2 separate regions of the Mus musculus genome follow, and region 2 is linked to region 1. A link is a contact called in public Hi-C data. All regions are on one chromosome and are shown on one strand. Each heading gives the region's core, a stretch centred on a gene start, on an enhancer-like site or on the middle of the called end of the contact. The rest is flanking DNA. Distances are from core to core; before and after follow the strand shown.

The links. Hi-C and Micro-C count contacts between places; a contact is called where the count stands out from the background.
Region 2: a contact with region 1 is called in a Hi-C map of the MNK3 cell line, with 2.9 times the contacts expected there. The contact joins two enhancer-like sites. A contact is called at or near these places in 1 of 484 Hi-C or Micro-C datasets (the MNK3 cell line), 1 of 115 datasets of contacts at active chromatin or transcription factors (memory CD8 T cells) and 2 of 9 other capture datasets (adipose tissue and liver).

The regions. Positions count from the first base shown.
Region 1 is chrX:159,675,986-159,679,474 of GRCm38.p6, forward strand. All of the region lies in intron 1 of Sh3kbp1 (SH3-domain kinase binding protein 1), which reads left to right. Among named protein-coding and RNA genes, the nearest start is that of Sh3kbp1, 50 kb to the left of the region's middle. Within about 2 kb of position 1,831, at least 79 of the 459 cell types and tissues checked have an H3K27ac peak or open chromatin away from gene starts, as enhancers often do. A contact at or near this core is called in the MNK3 cell line, where this site is marked.
Region 2 is chrX:159,828,050-159,831,176 of GRCm38.p6, forward strand. It overlaps Sh3kbp1 (SH3-domain kinase binding protein 1), which reads left to right. Exons shown (of 18, transcript NM_001135727.2): 6 at 325-530. Among named protein-coding and RNA genes, the nearest start is that of Map3k15, 160 kb to the right of the region's middle. Within about 2 kb of position 1,357, at least 52 of the 459 cell types and tissues checked have an H3K27ac peak or open chromatin away from gene starts, as enhancers often do. A contact at or near this core is called in the MNK3 cell line, where this site is marked.

The sequences.
Region 1 (3,489 bases), core at 581-3,080:
AAAATGTATCCATCAGAATGAGCACAATGAAAAAAGTGTAAACCCGCAAGTATGTGACATTTCTACTTCTGAAATGATTAAAGCTTAAGCTGTAAAGTCACACCTCCTGAGACCTTTGTGACAACATGTGTATGTGTATAGAACAAAGGAAGTTCACTGGAAATTCCCATCCTCCTCCATGCTTCCTGGTTCATTCACATATGTATTGAGTCACAGAGGATGCTAGGTCAGGGAGCCAGAATCCTGGGATAAATAAAGGACTTTTACCAGATGAGGCTTGCAGGCTGCTTGGGGTAAGCCAGCATGAAATGCAGCTCTAAGTGGAGCAAAGATAGAGGAAGTTCAGGGGCAAGGGAGGAGGGGTTGAGCCCCACAGTGGGGGGGGGGGGGCTGTATCATTGCCTCTGTTCCCCATCTATCTGCTTGACAGCTGGCTTAGCCAACCTAACAGTTAAAAAACAAAACAAAACAAAACAACCCAAAACAAAAACCCACCCATTTTGGGGGGGAAGACATTCAGCAAGTTTGAAGGCAGAGATAGGGAAGGCTGAAGTGTTAGCATTTCTAAGCAGATCTCTTATCTCCCGCGGCTCTAGCTTTTCTTGTTAACTGTAGCTTTTGGCTTTTTTCTGCAGACAATAGTTACAGCAAACTTGTGGAGGCTGGCTTTTTGGCACAGCAGGCAACTGGAGGGCGGTGTTTTTTTCTGATGGGGAGACATTTTTAAATTTTGTAATTTATAGTGTCTTTAAGTATGGGATTTTGTTTACTTTTGTCCTAATTACACCTCTGAGATCCTTTACCTCATCTAGTGCTTTAATTTGGGGCTCATGCAGAGAAAGTTTCCCAAAGGGTACCATTTAAAAAGAAGTTGTAGGTAATGTTTTACCTTCATTTGCTAGAGTTACCTGCAGCTTCCTGTAGATGAGGATATGCGCTTGGAAGCACAGACTTGGGGTCTGGCCGTGTTTGTGTGATATGAGGTCTTTCCTGCTTTTTTTGCTAAGCATTATTCTAGACTGTTGCTATTCGATAGAAATATAATGCAAGCCACACTCATAATTTAAACTTTCTAGCAGCCACATTAACAAAGCTAAACTAGTTCAAATTAATTTCAATATTTATTTACTCCGGTAGGTCCAAAGTGTCATGCTATAGAGCAGTCCATTTGACAAAAAAAAAAAATGTTCAGCTTCTTTGTATTCTTTGCTATTGGAGTCTTAGAGCAAGAACCCTAGCTCCAGCAGTCCCACAGCCTAGGCTCAGGTACTTGTCTCAGTACTCCAATTCAAGAGATGAGCAATGGTGCTGAGCAGAGAAAGATTAAACTGAGGTGGCCTATTGGGAAGGAAAACAAATAAAGGGATCAAGTAGTTCCTAGTTTCTCTTTGGGGTACTGACATGAACTTTAGGTTTTACTAAAAGAAGGATTGTGCTAGGGACAAGAGGCTGCATTATTAGCAACCCTGGTCACATGGTCTGAGTGACCACAGTCTCAGTTCTGGTTCCAGTGGTGACCCAAAGAAGGCCACACTGCTTGATAGAGAAGGCTGGCTTTCAGCAGGTAATAACTTCTGTTCCATGGTACAGCCTTGCCACCACACACAATAGTTGCCATTTGGGGTGGGGGTGTGTCCTGTCCAGGGAGTTTTGGCTATTGCCACAATCCAAGATGACAACAGAGTCACAACAATGACTCAAACCTTTAGGTGCCTTTTCTGGTATGTGGGACAGGACGTTGTAAAATGCAGACAGTCAGATATCTCAGTGACTCCTATCTTCGTGCAGTTAGCCTTGAGCATTGAAAGGAAATGACATAGGTTAGGTGCTGTGGGTTTCTAGATACTCCTGAGTGATTAGCAAGCCTACGTGCAGAGGCAAACAGGTGATGCAGAGTAAAGGAGACAAAATAAAGGCAGATGGCCAGATTTTCATCCTGCTTTTAGCTTATCTGTGCACCCAAGTGAGGAGTCATTACTTTGCAACAGAAGCAGTTTCTAAGTGTCTGTTGTAGGGACCAGTGAGATGACTCAGTGGGTGAAGGTGCTTGCTGTCAAGCCTAATAATCACTGATCCCTGGGACCCACAGAGTAGAAGGAGAGAACCAACTCTTAGAAGTTGTCCTTTGACTGCCACATATGCACTATCACAAACAGTGCTCCTTGTACCTTGAAAAAGTATTTTTTATATGCATAGGTGTTTTGCCTGCAAGTATGTATGTGCATGAAGTGCCTATGAAGTGCCAGAAGAGGGCGTAGGTTCTCCCTGGGATTGGAGTTAAAGACAGTTGTAAGCCAACATGTAGATCCTGACAGTCAAAGTGGGGCTCCCTAGAGTAGCGGCCAGTTCTCTTAACTGCTGAGCCACCTCTCTAGCCCCTCATTATACTTTTATGGCACATGTTGATTCACACAAAGCCACACTTCATGTACTCAGTAGCCACTGTAACTTGTGCTATTACGTTGGAAAGAAAAATCCTGAAACCTTTGAAAGGGAGGAAGAGAGACATAGTTCATGACTTAGGAGCTCTTAACAAAGTCACGCACAGCTTTCTTGCCTTAAGAGAAACCTGATATGTTAAAAAAAAATTCATCTCGACAGGAAAGGTAAAGCAAGCAGGAAGTGATTATTCATGTCACAAAAGAATTAACCGCAGGTTCTTTTAAATAGCAAACTCCCTTAGTGCACTGAACAATATGACTCAATTTGCAGAAATGAGATTGGCACTTGACATTTTAGAGGTACCTTTTGTTGGGCAGAAACTATCTATCAATATAAAGTGTAAGTTGCTGAGTGGTTGGATTATCAAGTCTGCATTGGGCACCTACTGTATGCCCTGGATGCTCACAGTGGCCAGCATAGAACAAACTAAGTGTGATTGATCCACACCCAAAAGGCATTTAGAAGCTCACCAGGAGGACCCACAAATCATCACTACAACATCGGAGGAACTCAGCGGCATAGCCAGAGAGGCCTAGGGGTTAGAGAAGCTAGGGAGGTGGTTTGGAGGTCGTCAGGGACCATTTGAGGCTGAAAGGCAGGGAGGGAACTTTCCTAAGGTTAGAGAGACTGTTAAGTTCTGTTTTATCTGGGAATAATTGTCTTTCAACTGGGAGTTTAGTGAAAGAGTAAATGAAGAAGCAGGCAGCTTGGCAGTCTGTTGTGAAGAAGACTTGAACATTGTGCTTTTATATTCTCTCCATGTCCCAGACCTGAGTGGCCAGCCTTACCATCCATAGTGGGCATCCCCTAAGGCAGGCAGGCAGGCCCTTAAGCACATGGGAAGACACCTGGCAGCGGCCGTTCACTTGGTAGCCATTTACTTAAAGCAGGCTACTGGTTTTCTTCCAGCTGCACCTTGCTAAAGAAAGTTCAGGTAGAGACCTGCTGTTTAGGAAGGAAAAAACAAGGCTGTGATCCACACTTTAGTCAAGTCTGGAGCCCCTGGAAGTTTACAGGATCTAAGTGAACCAGGACAGCTGCCTTTGT
Region 2 (3,127 bases), core at 107-2,606, 150 kb after region 1:
CAAGGAGGTTTGGTATTGCACAAGTCATGGGGACGTTTTTTGGATTGAAGTAGGCTTTGGCTGAAGCATGTGAAATGTCACATATACAAAGAAAGTAGAGTTTCTGAAAAGCTATTTTGATTCACTGCTTAAAATTAAAGTCTGGGGTAGGAAGATCAAACAAAACTCAGAGACAGCCTGAGTCAGCACACTCAACACCCCAGTACAGAAGCCCAGGCACACTGTGACAGTTGGCGTCTGGCCAGCTGTAAAGTTCTTTATTGTGGCCTGTGGCTGATTTCTGAGCTCTCTCCCTCTCTTTCTCCTCATCCCCACTGGTGACAGGCTTAAGAGAAACCACAGGCTCCGAGAGTGATGGAGGCGACTCCAGCAGTACCAAGTCCGAAGGTGCCAACGGGACCATGGCAACTGCAGCCATCCAGCCCAAGAAAGTTAAAGGAGTGGGGTTTGGAGACATTTTCAAAGACAAGCCAATTAAACTAAGACCAAGGTCGATTGAAGTGGAAAATGACTTCCTGCCCGTCGAAAAGGTACACTTGACTTTTCTGTCTGATTTTGTTGCAATGGGGAAGAGCCTTGGGCTTCGACCTCAGATGTTTCTGGTCCATGCCTTCCTCCCCCCCCCCCCCCCACTTAAATTCCCTTTTTTGCAGGAGTGGTCTCCCTGCTGCTGATTTCTTACCACTCTCTTGTGTCGGTCAGTTTTCTACAACTATAGCAAAATATGGCTTGAGATAATTAACTTGGTAGGACAAAATGGCTTACCTCATGACCTGGATAGAAAAGAGCTGGGGAGGGTTGGAATCCTATAATCTCTTTTAAGGTCAGTGACCTAAGGATCCCCCACCAGGTCTCACATTTCAGAGGTTCTACAACCTCCTGATGGTACTACTCTAGGGATCAGGTCTAACACCTAGAACTTCATTTATATAAATCTCCTGTAAAGAATGTTTCTCAGGATGACTTTTCAAATGGTTCAGCACTTCTCCATCTCCCATCCAAAGAAGCCACTCATACCTGGACCCAGCTAAATATATGACTCTGAAATCCTTTAGATACCCCCAAATCTATCTCTAATGCTTTGTGTTTATGTGCGTTGGTTGTGTTTATATAGTGGAGAAAAGCAATTGTGTGGATTTTTTTTTCTAAGAGTTAGGTAGAGAGAATTTCAGACTGTTGAAAGGAAGTCTCCTGTATGCGTGTGAGCAAATGATAGAGACAGTTTGTGTTCTGACTCCCTGGGTTGCTCCCATCAGGAAGCTAGCTGTTTTCTTCTGCTTCTGGTTCTGGGCTGGTGAGAAGCAGACAGCATGTTGCTGCTGAGTATGCGGTTGCTATGGCAACATACCCAGAGCCATAGCTCTGTGGCTACTGCTGACGTCTACTGTGGTACACTTCTGAGCATCATAGCCTTCCTTAGGAGTTGATAAATACTGTGGAATTTTCCAAATTATAATAAGCTACACTCGTGCTGTGTTTAAGAAATGTTTGTTAATTTGATTTAGTGTTAAGATGTTTGCTTTGACGCTTGTGCCAGCAGGTTTGGGATAGGGCACTGGCAACATTGCTAATTCACGTCTATCATTGTCTTGTGGTTTTCATTACTCAATGAGGTCAAAATTTAAAGGTTGCATCAGCATCTGCAGCTGTAGAACCTGCACTAAGTACCCAGCCCCTAGCAGCCTTCCCTAATGCCACCAAGCATTGGAAACAGTTTTTGTGGAGTGGGAACATTTTGGACATTTAGTCCCTTAGAGAAAAGGCACAAAGAAAGAAATTGGAGCATGCTTCACTTAAACTCTTCCTTTGTTGAAGTGTCCCTGAACACGTTTTTCTTTTTCAATTATTGATAATGCGATGTTGCCTGTGATCTGAAAACTATGTTGTTAGTGTCTGAACTTGAGTTTTGTTTCCCATGGCCACATTCAGATCCTGTGAAGTAGCCACAAAAAAAGTGAGTAGACATATTGAGAAGGAATGATGAACGGAGATTTTTTTTCTCCATTTTATTCAAGAATTTGGGAAAGAATATAACCATTGACTTAATCAAGGGTACATGATGTGTATATGTGTGATTTATTATTATGATTAATAATATTTGTTTTAGCTGACAGTAATATATTGAGTTATTATATCAGTATCAGACATGATCCTTGTTCTTTCTGTATGTTTTTTGCATGTGTGTGAGTGTATGTATATGTATGTTCACATGTGTACACATGAAGAAGCCTGATGTAGATATCAGGAATCTCTTTTTTTCTCCACTATATTCATTGAGTCAGGGTTTATCAGTCAAACTGAGAGCTTAAAGATATAGAAAATCTTACTGGCCAGCATTCTCTGCAGATCCTAGCTCTGCATCTTGAGGCTGGAATTACAGAAGAGTGAGCGTGCTCCTGTAATTTTGACTCGTGTTCTGGCAATCTGAAGTCCAATCCTCTTGCTTGAGTGGCAAATGTTGACTGCTGAGATTATTTCCCTAGCCCCTGTTTGTTTATTCCTGAGGTGCGATCTCACTGTGTGACCTTTGAACCTCTGAGCTCAGGCCACTTCCCCAGCTCCATAAGTGCTAAGACTATAGGTATGTGTGTCTTCCTACCAGCTACTCCCAAGTTTATGTCATAGCACATTTCTTCCAAGAATGGAATGCCTTTCTATCATTTCCACCTAGAGATTCTAATTCATGTTATTTTATCCAAACCCCAACAACTTCTCCTCCCACAACTTTCTCCATCTCAGATAAAGGTAGTATTATCCCTCTTTCCCTTTTTTTTCTCAAGTTTGTGCCTGACTAATTGAACTGGAAACTCCCTCACCTCTGCCTAACTATGTCTAGCATTTGCCTGTCTGTATTTCATCACCCTAGTAGGGCCCCTTGTTTCTTCTCCCTGTTCCACTCTATGTATATGAAACATAAGGATTTGTGGAAGGTGTAATGTTTCCAAATGTATTAACATTGTACTTTGGAGATTGCAGACATCAGTAGAGTGAGGGAGCTCGGTGGGGCAGTTAGAGCAAGTATATAATTGAAAATCAGCCAGGTGTGTGCTTAAATGTTTCTTTGTGAAATGAAGTAGTAGTGACCTGAAATAATAACTTTACCAGAGTTATGAACTCTGAAGGTATG